Linked DNA regions of Mus musculus: region 1 is linked to region 2. A link is a contact called in public promoter capture Hi-C data. All regions are on one chromosome and are shown on one strand. The core of a region is the stretch at or near the end of the contact, and the rest is flanking DNA. Distances in the headings are between cores, read along the strand shown. Region 1 holds the start of Slc17a5 (solute carrier family 17 (anion/sugar transporter), member 5). Region 2 holds the start of Ddx43 (DEAD box helicase 43).

What was found. Capture Hi-C pulls out chosen DNA fragments and counts their contacts.
Region 1: a promoter capture Hi-C map of liver shows a contact between it and region 2. The contact joins the promoter of Slc17a5 here to the promoter of Ddx43 in region 2. A contact is called at or near these places in 14 of 39 promoter capture datasets (the 3T3-L1 cell line, the C10 cell line, the HPC-7 cell line and 10 more), 3 of 115 datasets of contacts at active chromatin or transcription factors (effector CD8 T cells, extraembryonic endoderm stem cells and memory CD8 T cells) and 3 of 9 other capture datasets (adipose tissue, embryonic stem cells and liver).

The regions. Positions count from the first base shown.
Region 1 is chr9:78,585,261-78,590,760 of GRCm38.p6, reverse strand. Slc17a5 (solute carrier family 17 (anion/sugar transporter), member 5) reads left to right here and starts at 2,716. Exons shown (of 11, transcript NM_172773.3): 1 at 2,716-2,887. The coding sequence starts at 2,794.
Region 2 is chr9:78,392,867-78,398,370 of GRCm38.p6, reverse strand. Ddx43 (DEAD box helicase 43) reads right to left here and starts at 2,594. Exons shown (of 17, transcript NM_001191044.1): 1 at 2,245-2,594. The coding sequence starts at 2,491.

The DNA of each region.
Region 1 (5,500 bases), core at 1,467-3,966, 190 kb before region 2:
TACTGGTTTAATTACAAGGAAAACATTAGACAAACTCAGGTTGAGAGAATGTCCAGAAAAGCATCAGTATTCTATAAAACTGATGAGGTCAGCAAAAAGGAAGAACATCTGTGAGAGCCTAAGGAGATACAATAATGGAACTTAATATGTATCCTAAATAAACCCTGGAAGGGGGAGGAGGGTACAGGGAGGAAGACAGGTAAAAGGGAAAGAAGTCCAAATAAAGTATGATGCTCATTAAGTACCAAAATGCTTCCATAGCTGAAATAAATGTGTCATACTCTCTTAGATCTTGAAAAGGGGTCAAAGTTGGCACACTGTATAGAGAGCTTGTCAGGAGCCAGTGCTTATAGGCCAGGGCAGATCCATAACCCACATTGTCTGTCATCTATAGCAACCTGAGCTCTCAATCAGATAAACCCAGGATCTTGACTTCACTGCAGAAAAGAATTTCAGCATAGCCAGGATGGACAGGGCCCACATTTATTTTGAAAAGACTGTAAGCAAGATTTAAGCATTGCCATTAGGGAGAATGACTGGTGTTTGGGAAAAGAATAATACTCACCAAAGAAGTGTATTAGCAAAGGTGTGGTGTTCTCAAAGCTAAGTGAGAATTGCACCCAAGTGTCTCAGCAGCTACTATATATATGATTTTGGTGGCCTTTAAGTAACAGCTTAAAGTGTTGTTAAGAATCGCCCCACATACACACACACAAGCAGGGCAGGATTGATACTTGCCTTTAATCCCTGCACTGGGGTGACAGAGGCAGTCCTGGTCTACATAGTGAGTTCCAGAACAGCTAGGGCCTCACAGTGAAACCCTGTCTCACCACACACACACACACACACACACACACACACACACACACACACCCTTCAGTAAATGATGACAGGGTGCCTGTCAGTGCCGTGGATAAGACTGCCAGCTGATCCAGTAAAACCATGGATCATAAAGTTGCACAAGAGTGTACCCTAAGTGGGGCTTCTTGTCAAAGTCTTAGAAATCTCCCCAGGTTTACAAGTCTGGGAAAGGAGAAAGGTCATTCTGGAAGGATGCTTGGGCCTTACATATGGTCCTTCACAGCAAATCATGTTAATTGTGCAGAAATTCTTAGCTCAGCTGGCAGGATATGTCCCCCAGACCCGGGAGTGAGGGACTCCTTTCCCATGTCCCCACAAAGCCAGCCTTCCTATCCTACCTCGAACTCTGCGTACTGACTTTGCAACTTTTCTGTAACCTGAACCTTCTCAGGTAATAAGTGTACTTAAACATGGTGCTGCTGATTTCAAACTCCCCAAGGCTGTTGGAATCTGATTCCCTATGTTGGAAGATTCCCTTGGCTGTCCCTGCCAAAAAGGATGATCTTAGCAATAAAGGAGAGGAGATACAGTGTTGAACAAACCTATTGGCTCACACAGGATAGCAGAGGTGCAGAAAGATGAGAACCCCGAGGCTAATGAAATCTGAAGCCGTCTGTTGGAGGAGTTCAGGGGTGGGGGGGTGGGTACAAGGGGATGAGTTAGGGAAGCTGGGTTTGTTTGTTTGTTTGTTTTTGTTTTTTTGAGACAGGGTTTCTCTGTGTAGCCCTGGCTGTCCTAGAACTCACTCTGTAGACCAGGCTGGCCTCGAACTCAGAAATCTGCCTGCCTCTGCCTCCCGAGTGCTGGGATTAAAGGTGTCGCCACCACGCCCGGCTTGAAGCTGATCTTTTTGTTCTAATCAAACCTTCAAACAAATTGAAATCCACTCACATGGAGGACAAGCAAACTGACACATCAAATTAACCACACCAGAAGTGCTGTTTGTACATACATTTTATAAGAATTTGCCAGGCGGGTATGCACAAACTCAAGGGCTTTATCTCTACAGCTGTCTTTTTGAAAACTTGCCCATCAGCATTTACTGGCCCAAGAGTTAGGGATATCTTTAGTAAATCTCAGTCAGCCCTTCTTCTAGACAGGGGCCTCACCTGACTTTCTGAGCCTCTGCTCTTCCTTGGTCTGCGTGGAAATCTCTAAGGGCGTCTACCACATCTGTCTTTTCCATCGGTCTGCAGATATGGCTTTTATTACTCAGAGGCCCGATGGCCCCACCAAGGCTGACTGAAGCATTTTCCTAGTTCCTCTTTCTTAGAGTCAGCAGTAGGGAAAATCTGTCCAAATTAGATTTACAGAGAAAACTCCCCCACGCTCATACATCACGTGGCCTGCCCGCTGGGGATGTAGGTCAATGGTATGTATCAGCGTTAGTCTAATATGTGTGAGGCCCTGGGTACAATCAACAGTATCTTCCTAAAGAGAAAAGGCAGCTGCCTACATTGGGGTTCACCTCTGAAACAGTCAATTTCGTCGGACAAAACATGATTTCCTTTGCTACTTTTCAAAAGCCATATGCTGTCACAAAACGGACAAAGACTGAAAACTATTATAGACATTTAGAAGGCAAATAGTCCCTGCCCATTTCCCTAGCTCCCTATCACTGCGAGATGCAAACCCCATCGCCGCCTTCAGGCTGTCCAATGCCCGGGCTTTTACTAGTGTAACAGAGTCCTGGGCTCCCTACCGCTGGTGACACACATCTTGCACAGCGCAAACGCCACGCCCAACCCAACCCTGCCCACAGCGGGAAATTGCCCGAAACTAAAATGGCGCCTTAGGAACAGGCAACCAGATATGGGCGTGTCCTGGGGCGGGGCAATATCCTGCCCCGCCCAGCCAGCACGGCGAAGGGCTGTCCTGCCGAGAGCTAGGTTGGCCAAGCAACGACGCCGGCACATCTGCTCTCCAGGCGTTATGAGGCCCCTGCTTCGGGGTCCGGCGGGAAACGACGATGAGGAGAGCTCGGACAGCACCCCGCTCCTGCCGGGCGCCCGGCAGACCGAAGCGGGTGAGCTGCGGGACCACCGAGTGATTGCTAGTGGCAGCGTTCCTGGCGGGCGGGTGGTTCCCGGCCGTGGGCGCCTTGAAGGAGTGGCTGCGGGGTCGGGGGGACAGGTAGCCGCTGTAGTGCTGTGGGTCGGGACGGAGGTGCCTGTGGCGCTGGCGGGACTGAAGCAATTCAGGGTCGGAGGGGTACCCGATCCGAGTCAATAAGCAAAGGGGCCAAAGTGCTTCTTGCTCCCCTCCAGCGGCCGCCAGGTTTCCGCTTATGCCGGCCTGTAAACATGTGATCTGGTAGCGCCTTGTTGGGGAGGAGAGACAAAAACAAAACAACAACAAAGAAGAGTTAACAGCTGTTGAGTGTGCGGGGGACAGTTGCATAATCCCGCGAATATCTTGTGCTGTAAGACACCAAAATATTGCAGACATTTCTATTTTTTCCTTGTCTATCAGACTGCAATTTAAGTTAGGAAACAGGTTATTCTCAAGATAAGATATCTTTAGCACTCTAAGACAATATGCCGTACTAGAGGTCTTGCAGGTGCTACTTCAAAAAGCATCTTCATTGCGGGGGGGGGGGGGGGGGGCGCATGTTGCACAGAGGTATAGTCCTTGCCTGACAAGGTTCTAGTCTCCATACCCACCATCCCCCAAAACACAAGTATGTGTCTTCACTGGATTTCGCTACACTTTTGTAATGTAGCTTCCTGAAGCTACAGAAAACTAAAGGACAAATCGGCTTGGACACATTCAAGGATATAGGTGTGAGAAAGAATTGAACTGGAAATTTGCCTTTGTTGGCCCGGAACAGTCTTCTGTCGGTATGTCTTTTGTTGACATTACCAAAGAATTCTTTCGTAACTGTTTTAACCATCCTTCCCACTTGTGTGGGTAACTACCCTACTTTCTGACTTTATTCAGACTACTTCTGTTGGCTTTTGGGTGATCTGTTTTGGTTTTGTTTTTATTTTTAGAATAGTTTGTTAGGGAACTGGAAAGATGGCTCAGCAGTTAGAGCACTGGTTGCTCTTCCAGGGGACGAGGGTTCAGTTCCCAGCACCCACATGGAAGCTTACAACCATCCATAACTCCAGCTCAAGAGAGCCAACACCCTCCCTACTCAGACACACCTGTGGTACACAGACATACATACAGGCAAACATTCGTACATAGAACAGATTTTTTTTTTAAAATCTAAAATAGAATGTTTTATTTTGAAAAGTGTAAGGCATCAGTAGGTCAAACCTAGGACTTGCATTTTTTTGGTTGGTTGCTTGGTTTTCTTTGAGACAGGGTCTCATGTAGCCCCAGCTGGCCTCTATTTTGTAGCTGCAGGTGACTTAGTTCTCCTGACCTTCCTGCCTCCACCTCCTGAATGCGTGGTAAGCAAGCATTCTGTCCACTGATTCACACCTCCTGCCCCCTTGGCTTCCCTCTTGGGTTAGAATCGAAGTTTGACACTTTGCCACTGCTCTGGATTCCCTGTCCCTGTCCTCCGTCATCACATCCTCCTTGGTGCCACAGACACGTGGCACCGGAAGTTGCACGCAAGGCCGATTGCTCCGCCAGTTTGGTAGGGATATCTACCTTCCCGGCCGTCCTGTCTGTTCCACTAGGAGCCTCGTGCCCCACAAAGCTTAATTTCCCACAAATGAGAAATACACTTCTTAACACGTGAGCTCGATCTCCAGGATCCAGAGAAGGCAGTGATAGCAATTCAGTTCCTGAAGTTTCTGTGTGCTGAGTAGTGTTCTGTGTACTTTGCGGTTCATCTTCATCGTTCTGTAACAGGAGCTCAATACAGTAAGCGCTCGACGGTAATGTGAACTATTTGTTAGTAAACCAGCTCGGGGGAAGGAAGGTCCTATGTTCTCCCTGTGCCTCTCTCACATCCCTACTTCTGCAGGCCCTGGTCCTGCTTTTGCTAGAATGGCTGTGCTCACACCCACCCCACCCCCGCAGCTACCTGGCAACTTCTGCCCGTTGAGGAAGCCTCTGTTAAATATCCCTCTTCCAAAAAAGACCTTTCCTGGCTCGTCTCCCGAGATTCTCAGGCCTCCTTTCTCCCTTACATAGGTACGTAGCACTTTATTTGATTAGAAATGCTTTCTCAGAGCCAGCCAATGATGGCACTCGCCTCTCATCCCAGAACTTGGAAAGCAGAGGCAGGCGGATTGCTGAGTTCAGGACCAGCCTGGCCTAGAGCAAGAGTTCCAGGATAGACAAGGCTACACAGAGAGACCCTGTCTTGAACCCCCTCCCCCAAGCAAACAAACAAACAAACAAACAGAAAGTGCTTTCTCAGGTATGGAGATGGGGACTATGTGAATGGACACTGTGAGTCCCTGTGGTTTTTAATCCCCACAGCTCGGCTGATATGGATAGTCTCAGGGAAGCCTGCAATGTTAAACAGGCAGGGTTGTCTCGACAACAGAAGATGTGTATAACCTGTTTTCCACCCAGAAGGTTGGGAGTGGGTGTGGTTAATAGTCTAGTGACCTGTGCTATCTGTAGGGCCAGGCCACACCTGACTCCCCCAGACTTTTGTTTATTCCAGACTCTTCCTCTCCAGAGCTTTATCTCGGACATTGTTTCTCAATCGATAAGAATTCATCTTTAT
Region 2 (5,504 bases), core at 1,345-3,844:
CATCTAGCTAAATAATTCTTTTTTTTTTTTTCCCCTTTAAAGCAGAGACGGAGCCGGGTGTGGTGGCACACACCTTTAGTCCCAGCACTCGGGAGGCAGAGGCAGGCAGATTTCTGAGTTCAAGGCCAGTCTGGTCTACAGAGTGAGTTCCAGGACAGCCAGGGCTACACAGAGAAACACTGTCTCAAAAAACAAAAACAAAACAAACAAACAAACAAAAAAGCAGAGAAGGGAAGATGAAGTACAGTTGAGCAGTACAGCACTTCCCTCAGTAGCATGCCTAAGACCCCCTAGTGTGCTCCCTCCCTGACTCAGCTATTCGACATCTCTAAACAGTCTAACCCAGACTGTAAATACAAAAAGATTGCCTCTTATTTTTTCTTTAAAAAGTACTTTTTGTTGCCGTTTATTTTTAAAAACAAGCTCTCAGTATATAGTTCTAACCTGCCCAGAATGTTCTATATAGACTTAGCCTGCTACTACCTCTGGGGGTAGGGCCAGTGTTGCTAAAGGCCTGCATCACCACATCCAACTTTACTGTTTCCTTTTAAAAAGATAATCTGCAGTACTTAGAAATGAATCAAGGGTTTTATGCATGCGCTTTAGTAAGGATGTTATTTAATTGGTAGTCTGTGAACTACTGGTGTGATTGGAAAAAAAATAACAAGTGAAAACCCTAAAACTAATTCAGCATTGACATGACTGAGTACATACGGAAGGAAAAGGAGATGAAGCGTGGCCCTGATGGTGAAGACCTGCACTGTTGTGCCACACAGAAGCACTGTGCGCCAAAGCAAGAACCTGGAAGCAACTCAATCAGCATCAAGAGTATAATGGCTAACAGGAAGAGATACATAGGAAAGAACTAACGTTCTGGGAGGGGGGATGGGAGAGGGGTTTTCGGAATGGGGTAACATTTGAAATGTAAATACATAAAATAACCAATTTAAAAAAATAGAACTAATGTTCAGTCTTTAACAGGAAATTCTGTCAGACATTAAGAACCAGATGACAATTTGAGGACATTATGTCCACAGTAAGTCAATCACAAAACACTGTAAGTTCCTTGATTCTACTTGAGGATCTGAAGTAAATAACTCCAGCAGCAGCAGAGAGCGGTGATGTGGAGGCACAAGACCAAGGAGAAACGAGGAGCTGAGAGGCGGTATAGTTCTAATCACGGAAGAGCTGGGACACAATCTCCCATTACCACTAACACTGCGCTCGTTATATATGCTTACTTCTTAACTATAGAAGTAAGGTGGGGCTGAGTAGCAGATTAGGGGTAAAGATAGGCTTAACTCTTATGAAGCTCTGGGTTCAATCCTGAGTTCAAAGAAAGAAAAAGAGAGGGAAGAAGGAAGTGGGGTGGGAGAAGATGAACAGTAGAGGAAAAAATAAAGATTGTCATATTTTAACACACACTGGAATAAACCATCTAGGTTGCAAGGCTAGGGATGTAGCTCAGGATGCACCTAATTATTTGGGATGCACTGGGTTCAATACCCAGAATAAGAAACAAACAAACAAACAAACACAGTAGCATGCACAACCAACGAGTCGTGTGTATTCCAATGCCTAGACTTCACTGCTTCTTGCAGCGGGTCTAATATCTGTCGCAAACCTATTGGTTCTCTGGTGAGCTTCCCGTTCAAATACTGGGCTTCTTGTTCAGATTGGGAGGGGTGGGGAGGGCGGGGGAGCTTGGACCCTGCAAACGGAATCTTTGTCTATTCTAGTAACCAGCCTTAAAACATACGATTAAATGCCACAAAGCAGGCTTTTAGAACTAAATATATTCACTTCACGGACCCCAACCCACCCCCCAAAAAGCCCTATAACTGAAACTAAGAATTGAAGCCAACTGAGGGAAACATCTCCATCACTGTAAAATGCATCTCAGAAAAGTTGAAAATTGCGCATCTAAGACTCCCGCGTACTGCTCTCCGCAGTTACATTCACCTCAAGTTAAACCTCCTGGCAGAGACGAAGCTGCGGCTCTGACCTGACACTAAAGCACACTAGGTGTGAAAACGACCTAGAGGGTGATGGCTGCACCTCCGCACTGAGCTGCTGGCCCCTGCGGGAAACCGGAAAGACCTTTACCGCGGATGCCGCGCGAGTCTTCCAGGAGGTTCTCTCCCACACACGCCCCGGCCCGCCATAGAACTGCGCCCCCGCGCTGCTGGAGCCCCGACGCCGCCGCCCCGTCATGCAGCGAGCCTGGGCGCCGCCGGCGCTCACCTATCACCGCGCCCACCACATCGTTCTTCACCCCGAAGCAGAGCGGCGGTTCGCGGCGGCCGGCGGCCGTAGCCTCGGCGGCCCCGGCGGGCTCTCTCCAGCCGCCGCCCGCACCCCTGCTACCGACCCGGCCTCTCCGGTTCGTCTCCTCCGTCGCTGTCCGGTCGGCGCCCCGGGACCCGGTCGAGCTTCGCCGGGGAGCAACGCCCGAGGAGGAAGCGTTGGCTGCGGGTTCCCGCCTAGACATGGCTCTGAGGAGAGCCGCGCGTCGCACGTCGTTCCAGACTCAGCTGCACAGGCCGCGGCGTCGGAAAAACTCCGCTGCCGCCCGCGAGCTCGCCCGCCAGTCCTCTGCGCGCTCATTGGCCGCCGCGCTTCGGGGGCGGGGCCTGGCTGGCCTGACCAATCGGCGCTTGCAACCGAGCGGCCACCTGGACCCCTATTTGCCCGGCTAGTGTCTGGCTGGGAACATCAGCTTGAGGACAGTGCGTCTCCGTGCCACGGAAACGATCCCAACCGTGCCTCGAAATTCAGGTTCATGACGGGCTAATGTACAGGCTTGAGATCTGGGGCAGGAGGGTCTGCGTGACAATTACTTTCAGGCTCTATCTTAAAATAACTCGATGAAAGCGCTTGCCTAAGCGCAGGATACCCTATCTACACTCCCCAATACCTAAAGTTAAAAAAAAAAAAAAATAGCACTGCCTGAAGCACACCCAGCTTTGCAAGGATTTTGGAGCTGGACACAGTCCTCCAGGCCTGGCCTAAGCTCCAGCATCCTTTGCTGGGATTGGGATCCTCGAATTGTCAGACTAGATCACAGGTCAACCATCCATCAAACAGAGGACACGCAGAATCTTAGCATTGAATGTCTTGTAGGAGACACTGAGGAAAAACTGGAAGGTTGGGTCCATCCTGGGTTAAATAAATTACATCAAATTATATTATATAATACTATGTATACTAATATCTTTGAAGATAGCCTTAATTCTCCTGCCTGGGAGTGGGCACTCAAGTGCTGGGCTTATAGATGAATTTCATGACACACAGATGTAGCAACAGTATCTCTTGATACAATACTCTCTGGGGGAATGTGAATAAAACACCAAACTATCAAAGCATCTTGGACTTACACAGAAACATCGAGCAAAATAAAAAATAAGCCAATCACAAAACATGTCTTGACTGTGCTTGAGGATTTAAAGTAATCCAAACAGCATAGAATGGGGGTGTGGACACGGGGGAGCCAGGAGAAGCCAGAAGTAGAGCAAATCTTAAATGTCCATGCAGACTCTGATCCTGAAGTGGGTGGATAACCGCCTTCAGAAGTGACTGCTGGTTTTGATGTGCTAACGTCGCTGGGTGTTTGTTGGGCCCGGCTGTTCATGAGAGGTTTTGTTTAGCAGCTTTCTTGCAATGCCTTTGTCTGGTATTAGCATTTGGGTAATGAACCTTTTCCAGAAACTAGAAGCAGAAAGAATTATATTCTACCTCCTCTGAGAAGGTCAGACTTTCCCGCCACAGATACTGAGCTGTTTTGGGAACTGGATTTTAAGCAATGACCTCTTAGTTTAGTCTCTTCTACTATAACCGATGTACTGCTCTGGAGAAATGATAGGGGTGCTGTCCACCGTCATGAGGGGAAAGCTGCTGGGTAAATTGGAAATCGTGACGACTCCTAGGAGGGAGAGGAGAAGAGAGGGAGAAAGTGGGGTAACAGCAAGCTTCCTGCTTTTCTGTACTTTTCACAAAACAAAACAAATGCATTTTCTCTTCCAGATCTGTATCACTAAACCTTTTTTTGGAAAAGGAATTAAGAATCACCCTGTACTAGTTCAATCCATGACGCGGTGGGTTTTTACTAAGCAAGGAGAGAGTCGGACTGAGAGGTTTTGGGTCATCCACCTCCTACTTTCTCCCTCCAGATAGTGCAAAGGATGAAGACTAAAAAAAGTGGGGGGAGGGAACCACTCAACTTTAACCTACAGAGCCTTGGAAGACGGTTTCTTTTCTCAGGTGGAAAGTTTACACTCACGTCTACTTTGCTCGGGTGTTCTCAGAGGGGTTACCTCTGGATGGAAGGTCTTAGTGAAGTGTACAGAGACATGTGCACGCGCGCACACACACACACACACACACACAAATAAACACACAAATACACATACAGGCGCGTGTGTGTCACCAGTGCCTCCTTTACTTTTTTTGCCTTACCCACCTTTGGCTTCTTTCCTTCAAGGATGCTCAAGGACCAGGTTCTCTGAAAAGCTCCCAAGGATGTTAAGACTCAGGGGCAGCTTAGCTGCATACTCAAATCCCATTTGCGCCAGACTGCCATCGCTTGAAGCTGTCCATCCCTCTGTTGCTATGGTGGACAGAGGAGTTGGACTTGTGAATCACCATGTAGATTCATGACTATTAAGCCCTGTCCACAAGAAGAGCAAGCAGGGTAATGCTCTTAGTGCTGGGCGTCTCTCCTGTCCCTTTATCAAGGTTTTTTTTTTTTTTTCAGAATATTTATCAAGAAAGGACATTGAAATGTATTAGAAGACTTTCTTGTATCGAGGGATGTGTGTGTGTATGTGTCAGTGTAAAATTCTGGGCATATGGTATGTGTGTGTGGCTATATGCATGTCCTAGTGGGCATGTGGAGATCAGAGAACAACTTTTAGGAATAACTAGTGTCCTTCCCTGTAGGTTCTGGGGATCAAACTCAGGTGTCAAGCATGGGTGGGAAGTGCTTTGGTCCACTGAACCATGTCACTTTACTAAAGATAGCCTGATGGGACATTCTTTTCTGCTCTCATCTTTTCTGTTGGTGTTCTATGGCTCTTTATCTAGATTGGTGTCACTTTCCCTCATTTAGGGATTTTTTTTCCTGCAATGATTTAATTGAAAACATTTCCATGCTTTTAGCATGGAATTCTTCACCATCTTTTGTACCCATGATTTTGGTTTTTTGTTTGTTTGTTTGTTTGGTTTTGGTTTTTCGAGACAGGGTTTCTCTGTGTCGCCCTGGCTGTCCTGGAACTCACTCTGTAGACCAGGCTGGCCTCGAGCTCAGAAATTCACCTGCCTCTGCTTCCCAAGTGCTGGGATTAAAGGCGTGCACCACCATGCCTGGCTTGTACCCATGATTTTTAGATTTGCTCTTGCCTTCCCAAAGTGATAGGCAGGGCTGAACCATTCTGGCACATGATCTACATTGGCTCACGCAGAGGGAATTGTAACTTCCGTGGCTGCAGTCCTTACCAGGGCCACAG